Linked DNA regions of Sus scrofa: region 2 is linked to region 1. A link is a contact called in public Hi-C data. All regions are on one chromosome and are shown on one strand. Each heading gives the region's core, a stretch centred on a gene start, on an enhancer-like site or on the middle of the called end of the contact. The rest is flanking DNA. Distances are from core to core; before and after follow the strand shown. Region 1 has its middle 130 kb from the start of LBH. Region 2 overlaps LBH (protein LBH).

Region 1 (3,613 bases), core at 175-2,674:
TTCATAACCACTCTACAATTTTGTCATAAAAAATAATGAATCTTTAAATGCCGGTGTAAATATTTGCAGAATTCCAGTTGCCTGTTTTCCGATGGCCTTTCCAGGGAAAATCAATCATTTAGAGAAAGACTGTCAAACAGTTGCCACCCAGGAACAATCCATTGCCCTTCGTTTATCTTCGCTGTTGTAGACAAAACTTCCTTTGTCCTGGGTCTACCCTTCACGCTCCCAATGGGAGCATGTCAGGCCTCATCAGCTCGCTCTCCTACTATTGCAAGCCCTGCCTTCCTCCTCACCTCATAGACTCACGGCATCTTTCTTCAACCGGCAAGACCCCCTCCACTTTGAAGGATCAATTACCCTTTTAGCAAATGATAACTCTCAGTGCAGGAGGGGGCGAGAGAAAAGGGCCTTAAAAAAATCATTGTGCTGGAGACACTTCATTGTTGTAGGAAGTGACTCAAAGCCTGGCTGCTCCCAGATAGGATGTAGTGAGGAGACACTTCAAAATAACAAACTTTCTGAAAAGTGGAGCCAAGACAGCCTAGGAGCACAGGGTCCCAGACCCTGGAGCAGCCCTCTGGCTCCTTGGTGGTGTTGGCTCCGGTCCTGCTGCTTTGCCTGGTCAGACACACCCAGACCTAGAAATGCTCGGCAGAACCACACTGTGTGACCCTTAGTTTCGGGGCAACGGTGGCGGCCCAGGGAAGTTGTCCATTTAGTGCGCATGTGCCCTGGTTGCCAGGAAACGTTCCTGCCTGAGTCACGTGTGAGCGCGAGTCCGATGCTTAAAGGACACACTTTTCATGCAAGATAGTCCTGAAATAGAAGTCAGCAACCTTGATGCGTGCGCACCCAAAGTCACAGGCTCTGTCCTGGGAACACCAGCGGTGGGACTAAATGGGAGAGGTTGTCAGAGTCTCCAACATGGTACCTTCTGAGGGCGTCAAGGTGGTGCTGACCATGCGTGATCTCTCCCGCTGCACGAGGGTTACCCACCTAAGACGTGGCTCCCTCAGAGGCAGGATCCCCAGCTCCCACTTCATACGCTGCCAACATTTCTTCGTTCTCTTCTCATCCAGCTCCAGAACCCCGTCCCCAGGTTTTGACTCCCCGCCACGCTCTGCCCCATCACAGGGGACCCCTGGGGTATCCAGGTTAGATCAGAGGTCACTAGAATTGGGGGGTGGGAGTTAGGTCTTCTAATCCTGTAATGGTTCAAAGGACTTAAGGGCCTGGTATTTCATGGAAAAGGCATCACCTTTCTCATGGAACTCAGCTGGAAGGGCTCATGCCCCTGGGTGCCAACACTTCATAGTTGCAGGAATCTGAGCTATGAAGACACTGGAGTGGGGACAGGCCCTGGGCTTGGAGACAGACGAAGTGTTTCTCTGGAAGGAATCTTGGCCTCCTGCAGACCCGGAAAGTGCCAGGGCTTAGCTCCTGAGCTAGAAGCACCAGTGATGACAGCTGAGAGTCAGGGCTCTGGGGAGGGGTGGGGAGGGGACTCCGGATTCTGCAGATGCCCCCAGGCGGGCCCCTCCAGGGCTCCTGGGGAGTCAGAGCCATTTCACAAGCACCTGCTTGTGTTATGTTATCAGCTCCAGCCAGTGTTTCGAGAGTGTGGAGGGAGGGTGAGGGAGAGAAGCAGCCATGGGCTTCCTTCCAGGAAGCTCTGTGGCGCAGAGGAGCTTGGAGAGTCATAGGACATAATTGTATTGTTGTAATTGTATTTGTGACAATGACCTTTCCTTCTTTCTTTCTTTCTTTTTTTCTTTTTCTTTTTCTTTTTTCTTTTTTTGGTCTTTTTAGGGCCACAATCACAGCATATGGAGGTTCCAGGCTAGGGGTCAAACTGGAGCTGTAGCTGCTGGCCCACAGCCACAGCAAAACCAGATCCAAGCCTCATCTGCCACCTACACCACAGCTCACAGCAATACTGGATCCTTAACTCATTGAGCAAGGCCAGGGATCGAACCTGTGTCCTCATGGATGCTAGTCAGATTTGTCTCAGATGAGCCACGATGGAAACTCCTCACAACAATTTCTTAAGCAGACCTATACTCTGCTTTGAGGAAGCTCAGAACCTCTATCCCCCAAGGTTTCCTGTACTGCCGATGTCCCAACAGGATGAAGGAAGCCTTCCCCGGGAATCTGAGAGTGATGTGGGGAGGGATCCAGTGGAGGACAAGGTTGGCAGCCTCTGGGTTTTGAGCAATGACCCCCACCAAACCTCAGAATAGGGAGACTCTGCTTTGCCCTGTGGCCCTCACACCTGTCTCCACCTGCTCCTTCTCAGCTGAAGCCAGGTTGGACCAGAAGGTCCCGGCTTCATTAAGCACCACCTACACGCCCCAGCGAATGTGCCACAGGTCAGACCCACATAGATGCTTCCACACAGGTGTTAGTTAAACATAGACCCACTGTAGGGGCACAGAGGATGCGGTTGTAATTCTGACTTGGGAAACGAGGGAAACTTCAGGGAAGAGGTGAACTTGGCCTAGAGCTGACTAGAATATTGACTGAGATTGAGGGAATGTTGACAGCAAATGCTCAAAAGCAAGAACAAATGAGGGCTGAATACATTTTGACAGGGGCCTCAGATGGCTCCCTGACTCAGAACTAATCACTTCCCTATATGTGATTGAAGACACATGAGGTTTGGAATCCAAAAGATCTGGCCACATACTAAACACGTGACTTTAGATAACTCATTTAACCCCTCTGAGCTTCAATATTCTCATCTATAAAACAGAGACATAACTGCCCGTAGTATCCATCGCCCAGGGTTGTCTGAGCCTCTAATACATTATCATGTAAGGCAACTTGCTAGAGCCTGCTTAGTTCATGGTAGGCAGGGACTTCTGTGTCTCCTCCTGTTCCCGTTCCTTCCTTTGTTTGGGCTCCATTTTTCCTCCCCTAAAATGATGAGAAGCTGCTCTGACCCCACCCCAATGCCACTCTTCTCAGAGATTGGTGGGTTGCTGAGAGATCCCCGTCCCTCAGAAGCAAGTGACAGAGGGAGAACAGGGCGTGGGCTCAATGGGCATCAAATGTACCAGTGATTTTCCCAGGAGGGGTACCTTTGGACCACATCAAGAGATGACGCCTCAGTGGAGAGCTAAGGGTGGAGCTGGGAACCCGTAGGCCGAGGGAGGGAAAGGAGAGGAGAGAGCCAAGTTGTTTTTCATTTGCAGAACTTCAGCTCCGGCCAAATAACATCTTTAAATACTATTGACATGACAAAGCTGAACTTCTTGGCTCGGGCTTGAATTTTTTCAGTTCTTTTTTTAAATCCCAAATTGAAGAATGTATCTCCTTTAGAACCGGGTCTGTCAGGCCAATCCTTTCTGCCCACGAGGGTCCAGCCCAGAGCTTGTCCAGTTGGCCAAGGTCAAGGAGTGATGACTTTGGCTCCAGTGATGCACACTTGGGGGCAGGAAACAGAAGGTGGCCGAGGCCAGACTTGGTCTCTCCTGGATGCCCTGTCCCATCCCTCTGCCTGTTCTCCTCCACTCCTGGGTGTGTGCACAGGCCTGTGTGTTTGTTGTGTGTCTGCTGGGGGCTACGTTCCCCATGAGGAAGCACTGCCACCTCTGCCAGCCGCTAGGAC
Region 2 (3,573 bases), core at 482-2,981, 120 kb before region 1:
TCATACTGCATCTGTGGGCCTCCTGTTTTCCAGCCCACAGGACAGGAATGTCTGCACCTAATGCCTTTATACTTTCCCTAATTCAGGCTGCCTTGCAGGCCCCCCACCACCGCCCAGGGGCTCTAAGAATGTGGCATTCTGGAATGCCTCTCTGACTGGATCCCCTTCCTGCTGTGCCTGAGTTGGTCTGAGCCCTGTATGGGGAAGGGTTCTGGGCTTTTGTCTGTGGACACTGATGCTGCCACACGTCAAGGGCCCATTGCATTCTGGCCTTACTGTCTAATTTTCCCCAGCACAGCGTGCTGAGGCTGCAGCAGTGTTATCTCCCTTGTTAAGTCCTAGATGAGATATGGCTCCTTGGTTTTCATTTGAAATTGTACCTTCTAAAGCAACTGCCCTGGGGTTCCTGTTGTGGCTCAGTGGGTTAAGAACCTGATTGGTACCCTTAAGGATGCAGGTTTGATCCCTGGCCTTGCTCAGTGGGTTAAGGATCTGTGAGCTGTGGTGTAGGTCACAGATGCGGCTCAGATCTAGTGTTGCTGGGGCTGTGGTGTAGGCTGGCAGATGTAGCTCCAATTCCACCCCTAGCCTGGGAACTTCCATATGCCATGGGTGCGGCCCTAAAAACAAAACAAAACAAAACAAAAACAACAACAAAAAAATAAAGCATCTGGACCACGGCCTGATAACTTTTATCATTCCCTAGGCTCTTTGAATTCCTCTCTGATCGGCACACGTGTCCCTCACCGGCATCCCTGTATCCCTCCCACTCTTTGTGGTCACACACTCCTGCCATTTGACGTCCATCCACCAGTCAGAGGGGCAGCGGGCTGTCCTCGGGGAAGCCAGGCGGATGTGCCATAAACCAGAGGAGCTAATCCTACACGCATCACAGTGCCCCGTGTCCTGGGCCTTCCCTTCCATCCACTGCCCTAAGAGCTTCCCTGCCTCTTCCCTGTGCTTCTCAAGACAGGAGGGAGGGAAAATCCTGGTGTTTTCTATGACAGGGAGGAGGGGCCGTGCCAAGCCCTGTCGTCAGCTTCTTGCCATCCCCGAGCCTCGGTTTTAGCTCTGCACCAGGTCAGGTCTGTGTGCTGCGCTGGCTGAGAACCAGGCCCTCCCCACACAGGAGCTCTGCCTCTTCTGTCGCCAAGACCCAGCAGTAGTCGGCTCCTTTATCTCCCCCTCCTCACTCTCTATCAGAAGCAGCATCTCCTCTCTCAGAGAACAGGCTCGGTGGAACCTCACAAGTCCGGCCGTAGCTCAGAAACGCTTCTCTTCACACACATCTCCACTGAAGCGAGACCCCCGAGCCTGGCTCTCCCTGTTCCCACCTGTGTAAATGCAGGTGTGGAAATGAGTGATGGGTCGGGGTTCCTGCGTGTGTCTCTGCTCCGTCTCCCTCAAGCCCCTGCTCACGAGGCCACTCCAGGCCTAAGTCATCACCTTCCTTTGTCTCCTCCTCCTGGTGCCCTTGGCTCTTGGGTACCCCCCCGCCCCCAGCTGTGGTACCCACATGTTCTCAAGAATTTTGGAGGCCCTCCTGAGCAGGCGCGCAGAAGTCCCACAGGCACCAGGAAATCATCGTTCACATCAGACTTAAAAAGCCTCAGTTGTCCCTGGAGAGACATAAAGCTGAAATTCCAGAGCACTTGGCAGGAGATGTGCGGTCATGGACAGAACATGTTGCTGGAAACCCAGTGAGGTTTCTTTCTCCTATCCCTAGCCCGTCCACCCGGCTCCCTGCTCGGGACACCTCGCAAGACGGGGACACAAAAGAGGGGTTAGGACCATGTGGCTCCGAAGCACGTTGCACGGACCCTGTGTGGGCGTATGCTGTCTCCTTCTAAGTCAGTGCCCACTTTATTCAAGTCGCGTCTCCTTCGTACGAGGGAGCCAGCACCTTCCTTTCAGGGCCCGAAAGAAGCCTTGACGTCAGCATGGCATTCGCTGTTCTGGAATGCCCCCGGGTGCGGGCCTGCAGAGATGCCCTGGCCCAGCACACACACCGTGGTCACAACAGTGAGTCTGTAGCATGGCCAGGGGGAGAACAAGCCCGCTTCACTTCCCTAGCCAACATGTCACACACTGGAGCCATACAACCCAGCCTGCTCTCAAAGGGCCTGTGTTAGGCCTGAGGCCTCTCAAGCCCTGGTGCGTTCATCACTCTCCAGACCCCGGGTCTGTGTCTTGGGTGGCCCTTTGCTCCCACAATGCCAGGCACGGGGTCCTGTGAACAGTCGCTTAGCGAAGGCTCTGTGATTGATTAGACCCTTCCTCTCTCTCTTTCCTACACTGAGGATCATCCCTCTACCCGGGCCGTCCTGTGGCGTGGATTTTCATAGCATCAGCACTTTCTCTACGCTGACCCAAGTGGCTGGAGAGAAGGATTGTCCTCTTAGGGAAAAGGATGAGTTTGGGTGGCGAATCTTGTGATTGGAGCCAAGAGCTATTCCTGGGTGTCTAGTGAACGTCCCGAAATGATCCTTCAGGCTCGAGTCCTGAAATAATCCTTGGAGAATGAAGACAGGCCCTCATTCACACGGGGCCCAGAGTTGCCGAGGCTTCGCCCCTTTGCAATCAAATAGCCACCGTGCCCCCTCAGCTGCCGCTCACCTGGCCACCTGTCCTCCACTTGTCTCCAAGCCCAGCTCAGGAGGATTCTTTATCAGTGAATTAAATGCTGTGCCTGCTTCTCACTCCTTGACTGAGGAAGCGCCCCTTATTGCACAGACCTGTCTTAGAAAAAAAATAAAATAAAATTCACTACCGGTTTCTCCAGACCATTGTCCTGCTAGCATTTTGACCTCAAGGAAAGTTTGGGTGCTCCCTTGGCCCTCTCTCTGCTAGAATTAATTGCCTTACACTCTCAGAAGCTCCTTTTAGGTAAACTGTATAGAAGAGGCACCCAAGCATTTAGCTGAAGGGATAGCAATTCCTTGCAACTCAGCTAGGAATTTTACTGGAGCCAACGGAAAGGAAGGTTCTGGGTCTCTCACCCAAAGTAGAACCTGCCTGGCCAAGAGGGCAGTCACAAACCTCAGTCCAGAGGTAGCTGGTCTCTAGATCTGACTTCCTTCTAACTTGAACACGAAGTGGTTCCCAGGCAGAGTTAATAGTATGCCTTGAACCCATCTTCGGCCTTTACTTTGTAGAGCTTGAAACACTTGTCCACCCTGGATCTGAGCGGCATCCTTGGTTTTCCCAAGTTCCTGAACGTTTTCTCTAGGCACAGCTCTGCGTGTGAGCTCTGATTCATCCGCAGGTGAGCATTAGCCCGAGGTGCCTGAGCAGCACTGAGCTCAGCCGCTGATCCCTGTGGACAAGGTCTGAGGCGCCTACAGGGAGATGCACGCACACCTACACCCACACACACTCATACCCACAAACACTTATTCATGACCCAAAGGGCAGATGGTGGAATGTTCAAAGCGATTGTTTTAGATCACGGTGCTGTGATTGTAGGAAAATTTTCTTTTCCTTCCCCCCGTTTTGAGTAATTTTCAATGGTAACGTATGTATTTTATTATGCGTATGCCTACTTTTCAGATTTTTGAAGTAACATATGCCATG

Evidence for each region. Hi-C and Micro-C count contacts between places; a contact is called where the count stands out from the background.
Region 2: a Hi-C map of fetal heart ventricle shows a contact between it and region 1, with 3 times the contacts expected there. The contact joins two enhancer-like sites. A contact is called at or near these places in 3 of 47 Hi-C or Micro-C datasets (blood, fetal heart ventricle and heart right ventricle) and 1 of 2 datasets of contacts at active chromatin or transcription factors (skeletal muscle).

The regions. Positions count from the first base shown.
Region 1 is chr3:108,978,107-108,981,719 of Sscrofa11.1, reverse strand. No RefSeq gene overlaps it. Among named protein-coding and RNA genes, the nearest start is that of LBH, 130 kb to the left of the region's middle. Within about 2 kb of position 1,424, at least 11 of the 83 cell types and tissues checked have an H3K27ac peak or open chromatin away from gene starts, as enhancers often do.
Region 2 is chr3:109,095,724-109,099,296 of Sscrofa11.1, reverse strand. The region is part of intron 2 of LBH (protein LBH); the gene reads left to right. Among named protein-coding and RNA genes, the nearest start is that of LBH, 16 kb to the left of the region's middle. Within about 2 kb of position 1,731, at least 11 of the 83 cell types and tissues checked have an H3K27ac peak or open chromatin away from gene starts, as enhancers often do.